Linked DNA regions of Mus musculus: regions 1 and 3 are each linked to region 2. A link is a contact called in public HiChIP or PLAC-seq and promoter capture Hi-C data. All regions are on one chromosome and are shown on one strand. Each heading gives the region's core, a stretch centred on a gene start, on an enhancer-like site or on the middle of the called end of the contact. The rest is flanking DNA. Distances are from core to core; before and after follow the strand shown. Region 1 overlaps Gm20517 (predicted gene 20517). Region 2 holds the start of Taf8 (TATA-box binding protein associated factor 8). Region 3 holds the start of Frs3os (fibroblast growth factor receptor substrate 3, opposite strand).

Region 1 (3,314 bases), core at 727-3,226, 150 kb after region 2:
TCGAGACAGGGTTTCTCTGTATAGCCCTGGCTGTCCTGGACCTCACTTTGTAGACCAGGCTGGCCTTGAACTCAGAAATCCGCCTGCCTCTGCCTCCCGAGTGCTGGGATTAAAGGCGTGCGCCACCACGCCCGGCTTCTTTAAACTTTTAAAAATTACTTACTTTTTTTTTTTATTTATGGGGGGAGGGTAGTACCCTTGGAAACCAGGAGCTGAACTTACAGGTAGTTGTGAGCCTCCTGACATAGATACGCAGGTCCTTTGGAAGAGCCTGTGTGCTCTTAACTGTTGAGCCATTTTCCATCCCATTTTCTAGTATTTCTAAGGAGTCCTTGCTGACAGAATTACTGTTTGAATTTACTGTGTGACTGTATGTTAGAAGGTTAGACTCTTCCAGTTAATAGCATGTATTATATGTAGAAGCATAAAAGGTAGGCTGAGAATTCCAAAGTGATGAAATGGGAGCTCTGGTGCATGGTAGGTCATGGCCGTGCCTGCCTCTGCTGCTGTTGCTGCTCAGTGTAGGTGGGCTTTGGGATTGCTTTGAGAACAGGAGGATCACACTAAGCCAGTATGCTTAGCTTATTTTATTTTATTTTATTTTATTTTATTTTTTAGGAATTCTCAGTCTAGAATTCTCATCTAATTATATCCTTTAGTCCCTACGAAGCTTGGTGGTTAAAACTAGGAATTATTTAAGTAAAATAAAGAACCAAATGCCAAACATATTTCAGAATTCTTTGAATTCTGCCTGGATGACATGGTTCTCTGATCCCAGCTTGCTCAGAGCTCCTGGAATGTTTAAATACCAGAGTCTCCTCTCACCAGAATGATATCTCCCATGTACTTATTTGTAATGTATGCACACACATTTTCTTATTGATTTGGGCAGCATCTTTGGTACAGCTGATGTTATAGGGGAGGAAGTTTAGGGGTCTCAAGTCAGAGGTGAGTTGTCCAGGGTCTCCCAGCTCATACGTGGATAACCTGGGCCATACACCCAAGCTCCCTGGTTCTAAATCTAAGGTTTTTCCACTTCCATGATCTGTGCCAACCCTTATAAATGAGCAGATCTTTCTAGTGTCTTGTTGGATATAATGGAATACAGGGTCACATCTCATTTGAGATTTGTGGTACTGGGATTTGAACTGAGGGCCTTGAGCTAGGCAAGCACTTTATCCCTGAGCTGCAATCTCAGTTTCTCTGGTGAAAAGTTAAGGTTGTGGGCTGGGGATACAATGTTATTGGTAGAGTGCTTGCCTGATGGGGGAAGCCCTGCATTTGATTCTATACGAAGCACCACAGAGCAGGCTGGCCTCCAACTCAGCCTCTAAAACACTGGGATCAGAAGCCTCCACACCCAGCATGGTCTTCTGACTAAGAGCAAATACAGTATGGTAAACATAAATTCCACATGCTTACATATCTTACAGTTATTGAGTGTAGAGGTGATTTATGTAGTTAGCTGGGGAGAGGGGACATCTAAAATTAAATTAAAATTACTTGGTTTTAACTGTAGCTTTAAGGGATTTTACTTTTACTTTGGAAGTAAAAGTGTTTGGGTGAGAGAGAGAGATACTGTTTGAATTTGAGGCTCCATCCATACAGTGTCAATGTAGTGTGTCTCAGACCTGCAGCCTATAATATATAGTGAATTAAGCTCTTCCTATAAAGCTTTTGTGAGTGTCTCAGTCCTGCAACTCTTCTGCCTTGTGGGCCCAGACTTTTCTTGCCCTCTAGTACTGATTTGCGCCAAGTGCACTCAGATGTGAACCTTGGTGTGTCTGATTTTTAGAAAGGCTCTATTCACACACGGCATTGTGGATTTGTATACCTACCTAAAGAAAGGGAGCAAAATAGAGGTGGAAAGAGCCTAGCTTTGCATTAATGCAGACAACTTTCGGCTGCCCTTGGCCTGAGCACTTCATCCCCACCCAATCCCAGCTCTGCCCTATTGTAGGGCTCTTCTTTTCTTCTCTGTCCTCTCAACATTCTTCTCCCAGTCCCTTTTAGCAGTAAAACAACAACTTCTTCCCCCTGTAGAATGCAGAGCAATTTCCCTTTCCCGACAACCATTCTGAGATCTTGACAGCCATTCTTCAAGGAACGCCCACTCCAAGGAGACTAGACCTTAGAGGTGGGGCCCCATATCAAGGGTGCATACTATCAAAAGGAAAGTTTCCCTCAAGAGGAATTCTTGTATTCACCAGGAGGCTGATAAAACAGAGAATTTGCCATCCTGTTACGTAGGACCTAACACACCAATCAAATTTTATTAAATCCCAAATATTAAAGTGTCAGAAATCTAAAAACTGATTATATGTGTAATCTATTAAACTATAAATTCTATCTTTGCTTAATATAATACCTTTGTGTATCAAATATGTTACTTTTAAAGATACTTGCTGCTTCGATATAGGTAAAAAAAAAACTAAACCCAGTTAATACAAAGGAGCCATCTCTCACCCTCTCCAAACCATCACATGCTTGTGCATAACTAAGTTTAGCTTTTGCTACTAGAGTGATTTGTTAGCATGGTTTTTCAGTTCTGACTGTTTCACATTATATACAAAGACAGTGTGTGATCTTAATAGAAATGCTTTTTTTTCCCAGAAGAAAACCTTTAATGCTTGCATTTATGGCCCATTTTCCTGGTAAATGACTGAATCCTTGGCTGCTCTTAGCTGAAAAATGGGTCATATTGTTTCCCATGTTTTGAAAGTTGAAAAGTTGTAGGAGTTTCACTGTTGTTGTAATATACTAATACTTTTCTGATTCTATACATTTTATAAAAATTGCTTTTTTCTTGCTGTGTATCAGCCCTTGCTCACAGATTGTTTCCCCTTGTAGGTAACAGAGAAGAGGAAACCCAGCCAGTGATAATGTGAGAATATGGAAGGCGATGGGAGCAGCTTGTTTAATGGGTAAAGAAGAACCTTACTGTGGGAAACCTTATTAATCCTGTCAGGGGAGGGAGTAGCCATGACCAGTGTCTCAGTGATGTTCTGAACTTTCGGTAAAGTCTTGGGTAGCTTGAAGTTTATTGATGGAGAGACTGTGCTTGCCATCGCCTGTCAAGAATGATTAGCCACCCCCTATTCTCTGAACACTGCCAGCTGCTGTGATAAAGGCTCACCATGGAGGTCTTGTTCACTTTAGCACTGTGGTATTCAAATAAAATTTCAAAAGTCCATAAATGTTTATTGTCCAGAACTCAAATATTGTAGCTAGCCCAAACTCTTCATGAGTTCTAGGTCCCTGTCAGGGTTTAGACGTTTATGTGGCATTTATGTGGGCAGCCTTCTTTGTCAAGG
Region 2 (3,422 bases), core at 225-2,724:
TATGAGTTCAAAGCCAGCCTGATCTACAGAGTGAGTTCCAGGAGAGCCAGGGGTACACAGAGAAACCCTGTCTTGAAAAACCAAAGCGGGGAAGGGTTATATTAAAAAACAAAAACAAATTCAAAGACAGAAAGGAGACGTTCTTGGGGCTGTGGAGAAGACCGAATCCAGTGTTGTTCAGGGATACAGGGCTTTGGACATGGATAACGCTGAGAGTTGTGTAACACTTAATGCCACTTAATGCCGCTGCAGACGACTGAAATGACAAGGTTGCTATTTGTGTCTCTCCCACATGTATAAGCATCGAAACAGTCTCATTCTACAATGGACATGTGTGTTTCTTCTGCCTGAAGCTGAGTCTCTAACAGTCTTCCAAGAGAAGGGGAGAGAGAATCTGGGATGGAGTTCACGGAGCTGGGGGGGGGTCTGTAAAGGAAACAGCGGGCCTAGTGTTTCTTGGTACTCACAGCTCTGCAGCATCTCTGTCAGTGTCTCCACAGACGCTTTCTCGGCACTCTCAAATCCCGCCTCTGTCAGCAAGGAGCTCACAACCACTTGCAGGGTCCTCCTCCGGGCCAGATGGTAGTTATCAGCAGGGTTAGTGGATTGCTTACTTCCCGGTCTCTGGAAATCAGAAGCCCAGAGTGAGACTTTGAACCACTAGATGTGTGTGTTTTGCGCGCGTGTGTGTGTTCCTGCGAGTGCAGGTGCCGCGCTGGCCCGGATTCCGTGAAGCAGGAGTTACAGGTGATTGTGAGCCACTCCACCAAACTCAGGTCCTCTGAAAGACCAGCAAGTCCGTCTTAACCACTAAACCATCTCTCCAGCCCCATTCACTTCTTTCTGGAGCAAAGTTACAGGAGCGGGTCTGTGGTGGGCACGCCTTTATTCCCAGCACCCGGGAGGCAGAGGCAGGCGCGAGAGGAGGCAGGAAGAGAGAGGGAAAAGCAAAGGAAGAATATATACACGAATGATGGTACTGAGCGAATAAATCTACTATCTTCTTGTCCCATCACACCATTTCAGTAACCAGGAAAATTAAACCAGCTACCACCACAGGATGCAGAGGAGAGCTAGGCATCACCGCAGAGAAAGGCAGAGCAAGTAAATATTTTACGAAGTTCCAACTTCGGCCGGCCAGTAAGAGGATAAAAACAGCCTCTTCAGACCAATCAGAAGGAGTTCCGGGTTCCCACCTCAACAAGGAACAAGCCAATCAAGTCTCAGATGCAGCAATTCAGGAGGCCGCTGCCAAAAGCCAAGCAGCGGGGACCGCCTACGGCCAGAGATACTCTCCAGCCCCGGGTCTCAGAGCGGGCCTGGGCTTCTCGGTTCGAGACCGTGGCCCAAACCGTGGGAGAGATCCAGAAGACCCAAACTCTTTCGGCTTCACGCCGCGCCTCTCCACCCTTACCGTTCCGGAGCCACCAGGCCCGGCCGCCGTGTCAGCCATCTTGCTCTTGCGTAGTGTGCGTGAGCGCGGGGCACGATGGGACTTGTAGTTGCGGGGTGGGAGGTGGAGAAGGGCGGGGCCGCGGGTGCCCCGCCTTATAGAAAAGCTCTACGAACACGTGTGAGTCTGGGGTGGGGGTGGAGGGAGCTCGGGATAGCCCAAGCTCACGTGGCGTTGTGTGACCCAAGCTTTCTTGGACACTTAAGTCAGTAGCTGTAGCAATTGATCTGGAAGACGCACTGTGAGATGCACTGAGTTAAAAGAAACATATTTTGTCCAGGAGCCTGCCGTCTGTAATCCTAGCACTTTGGAGCTGAGACCAGAGGATCTAGAGTTCCAGGCTAGCGTGGGCTATGCAATGAATTAAAGGCCAGTTTAGGACTACATAAGGAGACCCTTTCCCTGAAAAGAAAAGAATAAAAATAAAAACAAAAACAAAGCCATTTGTATGAAGTAAGTTCTCAGAAATACACTAAGAATACAATTTGGGTCTGGAGAGATGGCTCAGCGGTTAAGAGCACTGATTGCTCTTCCAGAGGTCTTTAGTTCAATTCCCAGCAACCACGTGATGGCTCACAACCATCTACAATGAGAACTGGCGCCTTCGCAGGGCCTTGGTGGTGCACGACTTTAATCCCAGCACTTGGGAGGCAGAGGCAGGTGGAGTTCTGAGTTCGAGGCCAGCCTGGTCTACAGAGTGAGTTCCAGGACAGCCAGGGCTACAAAGAGAAAACCCTGTAAAAAAAAAAAAAAAGAAAAAGAAAAAGAAAAAGAAAAAGAGGGGCTGGTGAGATGGCTCAGCGGTTAGGAGCGCCGACTGCTCTTCCAAAGGTCCTGAGTTCAAATCCCAGCAACCACATGGTGGCTCACAACCATCCGTAATGAGATCTGATGCCCTCTTCTGGTGTGTCTGAAGACAGCTACAGTGTATATAATAAATAAATAAATATTTTAAAAAAAGAAAAAGAAATCTGGCGCCCTCTTCTGGTGTGTCTGAAGACAAGACCAATATACCCACATGTATGCAATAAATAAATATTTAAAAACAAAAAAACACTTTGGTTCTGCTTGCTCTTCCAGAGGTTCTGAGTTCTATTCCCAGCAGCCACATGGTGGCTTACAATTATCGGTAATGGGATCCAATGCCCTCTTCTGGTGTGTCTAAAGACAGCTACAGTGTGTGTATTCATATAATTGAAACAAATAAATCTCTTTTAAAAATACACTTTGGGGCAGAGAGGTGGCTCAGTAGTTAAGAACACATACTGGGCTGGAGAGATGGCTCAGTGGTCAATCAGAGCACTGACTCTTCTTCCTGGGGTCCTGAGGTCCTGAGTTCAATTCCCAGCAACCACATGGTGGCTCACAACCATCTGCAATGAGTTTGGATGCCCTCTTCTAGTGTGTCTAAAAGACAGCTACAGTGTACTCATATACATAAAATAAATAAAATCTTAAAAAAAAAAAAAAGAACAAACACATACTGCTCTTGGAGATGACCCAAATTTGAGCACTCATATTGAGTGTCACAACTGCCAGGTAGATGATGGGAACTGAATCTCTGGAAGAGAAGAGTACTCTTAACTGGAGCAACTTTGCCCCTTGAATGTCATGGTGGTTTGAATAAGAATGGACCCCCTAGGCTCAAATATTTGAATGCTAAGTCACCAGAGTTGGGCAATTTGTTAGAGGAGAGGTGTCACTGGAGGTGGGCTTAGAGGTTTCAAAAGCTTACACCTGGCCCAGTGTCTGTCTGTCTGTCTGTCTCTCTCTCAATCCCTGCCTCTCTGTCTCTGAGTGTGAGCCTCTGTCAGCCTGCACACCAGGATATAGCATAGGGTCCTCAGCTATTGTCCCAGCGCCATTTACACAGCCATGCTCCCCACCATGACTGATAAACCTCTAAAACTGCAAGCAGACCCAATTAAATGCTTCTTTTTACAAGAGTTGCCTTGGTCGTGAGTGGTGT
Region 3 (3,757 bases), core at 670-3,169, 200 kb after region 2:
GAATGGCTACTCAGGGCTGAGGAGCTTGCACAGAGACTTGGGCAGCAGGATTTTGGGTCTCTCATATACAGCGTAACCTTCCAGAGCCTGACCTTTGTCCACCTTCACCTGTGGGCAGTGGAGTATACTGTATCCCCTGCCCATGTGCCCTCTACAGGCAGGGCTCAGGGGCTGGCAGGCTGCTCATGAGCTTGAGGTTGGGACATGAGGTCTGGCCTTGCTTCTTAGGTCCACACATGCTCAGCACGAGGAGTCCTTCTTGGGACTGTGCTGCACGCAGACAGAGCTGTCTCTCCCGAGACAGCACAAAGCAATGCGTGTTCCGGGTTGATTGCTGAAGGGCCTTTCCTGGCATGCACCTCATCCCTGTGGTACAGGCAAGCATGGCGTGTGAGCAGAGAGGTGAGGCAGAGGCCACCTTCCTCCTGGTGAGGTTGATCCGCACTTGGCACCTGAGAGGGGTTGTCTGAGCTCCCAGTTCAGGGCTCCTCCTAATGCCAGACTTTTGCTGCACCCCCCACCACTCCACATTCCTTTCCTCCTTCCCCTCTCCTTCCTTCCCTCTTCCTCTTCCTCCTCCTCTTCCTCTTCCCTCCCCACCCCTGTGAGATGGTCTTGTTATATGTGTTCCTGACTGGTCTCCAAACTCACGGGGATTCTCGTCTCACCTCCCAAGTGTGGGATTACAGCCACGTATCACCACTTCTGTCCTTCTGGTCTTGTCCAGCTTTCACATATCGTGCCGTCTTTCTCGTCCTGTTTATACAAACTTCAGTTACCCTGTACTGGAGCTAATGGGTAGCAGTATATAAGAGTAATATAATGTTCATTGTCCATATCCCAGTTTAATTGTATCTATCATCCTGTGGGTGTGGTGCTGGGGACTAAACTCAGGACTGTGTACATGCTAGGAACCCACATACATGCATGCATGCATGCATGCATACATACATATATACATACCCTGGCTTTTTGAGACAGGGATTTCATGGGTAGCTCAGGCCAGCCTTGAACTTAATGATTAACTGTGGGTATGTGGTACCGTACCTGGTAACATCTATCTTTGCTGTGGATGTGTGCATGACCTCACACATCCCCCTCAGCTGCCCCCGAGTCCCATAGGCCTGTGTTACAGATCCCCAGGCTGGCATCTTCAGAGCCATTGAGTTGCAGGTGCTCAGTCAAGTGTTGCCACTTTGTGGACAGACACTTGGAAGTGCTTAGAGACCTGCTGCAGGAAGGAGTACTGGACTGCCTTGCTCTGCCTCTCCCAAGCTGAGAGGAACCTGTGTGGAAACAGTGGGCCTTTGCCTCTGGTCTGAATAGTCTGTGAATGAGCTGGAAGTAGGTCAGACCCAATTGTCTTCAGAGATAGTAGAGATGGCTATACCTGGATGAAGGGTTGGGGGTGGGGGCAGCTGGGAGGCAGAGTGATGGGTACAGGAAGATGGGGCACCTACCCATGGTTTTCTCCCCACCCCAGAAGGCACCTATCCTTAGGAAAACCGGGTCTTGGAGGCCCTCACTGCTTCCTCACCTTCCCCAGGCATCTTTGCATTCAAGTGTTCGAGGGCAGAGGACATCTTCAACCTGCTGCAGGACCTCATGCAGTGTAACAGCATCAACGTGACGGAGGAGCCGGTCATCATCACGCGGAGCAGCCACCCACCAGAGCTGGACCTGCCTCGAGGGCCCCCACAGCCCGCTGGTGAGAGACCCCACCCCAGTCACCCTGTCATATACACACACGAGCTAAGGAGCAGGTACGGGAGAGCTGGGGTGAGCCAGCCTTCCTGGACAGTCTTCTGTCGTCAGAACCATTCCTGAGGATGGATCAGTCCTGGGCAGGGCCAGTTGGGTGACTCAAGCTGGAGCTGCAGAGGCCTGCGCCTTGGGTCAACTGATGGTTGGGAAGCAGACAGGAAGACGTTGGGTTGCCATAGAAACAGCAGTCTGGAGCTTTTTGCTTCCTTCCGTGTACTGGCCTGGATCACATACAAAATACACTTCTCCTGGCTGGCTGGCGCGCCATCGCTGCTCACATTGGTGTGGAGGTTCCCATGATCTGTTCTTGATGGCTGCTAAGTCAGACCACACAGCCCTGCTCATTGTATTCCCTGTGAGAGACAGAAAGGCTAAAATGGCCCCTGTGTCGGTGAGGTTTCCTGGTGCTCCCTGGCAAAGCCTGCCTGGTCATAGGACAGTTCAGGGGTGACAGGTGTGCCATCAGTGTTTAATAAGGTCTATGAGAAAGTAGGAGGTTGAGCCAGCCTCAGGGTGGCTTCAGAGGGCAGGGCAGGATTTGATTGCAGAGGTGTAGGGGGGTGGGGGGCTGCCCAGTCAGTGCAGTGAGTGATAATAGGGCCGTGAGAGCCTCTTGCTTGCCTTTGGAAGGATTGCAGGGCACCTCAAATATGTGTGCACGTGACTGCAAATGACTGTCAGCTCTCCCATACCCCTCTCCTTGACTGCTTTCCCTGAACCCACCTCCAGGCTACACGGTCTCTGGCTTCTCCAATGGCTTCCCTGGCTGCCCTGGAGAGGGCCCACGGTTCTCCTCCGCACCTCGCCGACCCTCCACAAGCAGTCTGCGACACCCCTCGCCTGGGGAAGAGTCTACCCACACCCTCATTGCCTCCGAGGAGCAGGTGTGCAGGTGGTGGGCGGCACTCTAGGTGGGCGGGACCTAGGGAAGGTTGGGAGAACAGAAGAGACTTGATAGGGCCCCCCTCTACCGGAGCAGGAGGGGCCGCTTATGGGGGGGGGTTGGAGGCGGCAGGAGAAACTCTGGCTCTTTTCCTGTCTTCTCTGGCCCTGTCCCTCCTCCCAGTCCTTGAAACCACTTGATTCACTTAACATCTCTCTCCCTGCCTGCAGTCTCACACCTATGTCAACACACCAACTGGGGATGAGGATGGCAGAAGTCGCCACTGCCTGCAGCCACTGCCTGAGGGCAGGGTACCCCTCCCAGCACAGACACAGGGTTCCGACCAGCGAGACCCACAGGTGTTGCTCCAGCCAGGGCAGGTCAAGTTCGTGCTGGGCCCCACCCCTGCTCGGCGGCAGGTGATGAAGTGCCAGAGCCTCTGCCCGGGCATGCAGGACCCTCCCCATCACAACAACAACGAGGGCCCTTCTGAGTGCCCAGCCCAGCCCAAATGCACCTACGAGAACGTCAGCGGGGGCCTGCAGCAAGGGGCTGGCTGGAGACTGAGCCCTGAGGAGCGAGGGTGGAGTGGCCTGGCCCACCGTCGGGCGGCCCTGCTGCACTATGAGAACCTGCCCCCACTTCCCCCAGTGTGGGAGAGCCAAGGTCAACAGCCGGGAGGGGAGGCTGGGGATGATGGGGACTCCAGGGACGGGCTTACCCCGTCCTCAAATGGCTTCCCTGATGGCGAGGAGGATGAAACCCCGCTACAGAAACCCACCAGCACGCGGGCCTCCGCCCGTAGCCACAGCGGCTTCCCTGTCCCACTGACCCGCCGACGAGGCTCCCCGCGGGTCTTCAACTTTGATTTCCGCCGGCAGGGCCCTGAGCCCCCAAGGCAGCTCAACTACATCCAGGTGGAGCTCAAGGGCTGGGGTACAGCCCGTCCCAAGGGGCCCCAGAACCCCTCAGTGTCTGGAGCTCCTGGGCCCACCCCACACCCTGTTCGCAGCTCAGACTCGTATGCCGTGATTGACCTCAAGAAAACGGCGGCCATGTCCGACCTGCAGAGGGCTCTGCCCCGAGATGATGGCGCGGTCAGGAAGACTC

The links. HiChIP or PLAC-seq counts read pairs in DNA pulled down with a chosen protein or histone mark. Capture Hi-C pulls out chosen DNA fragments and counts their contacts.
Region 1: an H3K27ac HiChIP or PLAC-seq map of embryonic stem cells shows a contact between it and region 2, with 7 read pairs. The contact joins the enhancer-like site here to the promoter of Taf8 in region 2. A contact is called at or near these places in 4 of 39 promoter capture datasets (the C10 cell line, cranial neural crest, hematopoietic stem and progenitor cells and 1 more), 2 of 15 datasets of contacts at CTCF or cohesin (both in embryonic stem cells), 1 of 484 Hi-C or Micro-C datasets (embryonic stem cells), 10 of 115 datasets of contacts at active chromatin or transcription factors (the HPC-7 cell line, acute myeloid leukemia, embryonic limb bud and 6 more) and 4 of 9 other capture datasets (adipose tissue, embryonic stem cells, liver and 1 more).
Region 3: a promoter capture Hi-C map of pancreatic islet shows a contact between it and region 2. The contact joins the promoter of Frs3os here to the promoter of Taf8 in region 2. A contact is called at or near these places in 25 of 39 promoter capture datasets (the 3T3-L1 cell line, 3T3-L1-derived adipocytes, the C10 cell line and 16 more), 3 of 15 datasets of contacts at CTCF or cohesin (the NIH/3T3 cell line, embryonic stem cells and large pre-B cells), 59 of 484 Hi-C or Micro-C datasets (the 3T3-L1 cell line, the 63-12 cell line, B cells and 38 more), 26 of 115 datasets of contacts at active chromatin or transcription factors (the HPC-7 cell line, the NIH/3T3 cell line, the SCID.adh cell line and 16 more) and 4 of 9 other capture datasets (adipose tissue, embryonic stem cells, liver and 1 more).

The regions. Positions count from the first base shown.
Region 1 is chr17:47,647,100-47,650,413 of GRCm38.p6, forward strand. All of the region lies in intron 3 of Gm20517 (predicted gene 20517), which reads left to right. Usp49 (ubiquitin specific peptidase 49) reads left to right here. Exons shown (of 7, transcript NM_198421.2): 2 at 2,851-2,924. Among named protein-coding and RNA genes, the nearest start is that of Usp49, 18 kb to the left of the region's middle. Within about 2 kb of position 1,977, at least 13 of the 459 cell types and tissues checked have an H3K27ac peak or open chromatin away from gene starts, as enhancers often do. A contact at or near this core is called in embryonic stem cells and pancreatic cancer cells, where this site is marked.
Region 2 is chr17:47,500,817-47,504,238 of GRCm38.p6, forward strand. Taf8 (TATA-box binding protein associated factor 8) reads right to left here and starts at 1,475. Exons shown (of 9, transcript NM_022015.4): 1 at 1,415-1,475; 2 at 468-624. The coding sequence starts at 1,453.
Region 3 is chr17:47,700,077-47,703,833 of GRCm38.p6, forward strand. It overlaps Frs3os (fibroblast growth factor receptor substrate 3, opposite strand), which reads right to left and starts at 1,920. Exons shown (of 3, transcript NR_045913.1): 1 at 1,538-1,920; 2 at 669-756; 3 at 1-366. Frs3 (fibroblast growth factor receptor substrate 3) reads left to right here. Exons shown (of 7, transcript NM_144939.2): 5 at 1,547-1,708; 6 at 2,494-2,648; 7 at 2,878-3,757.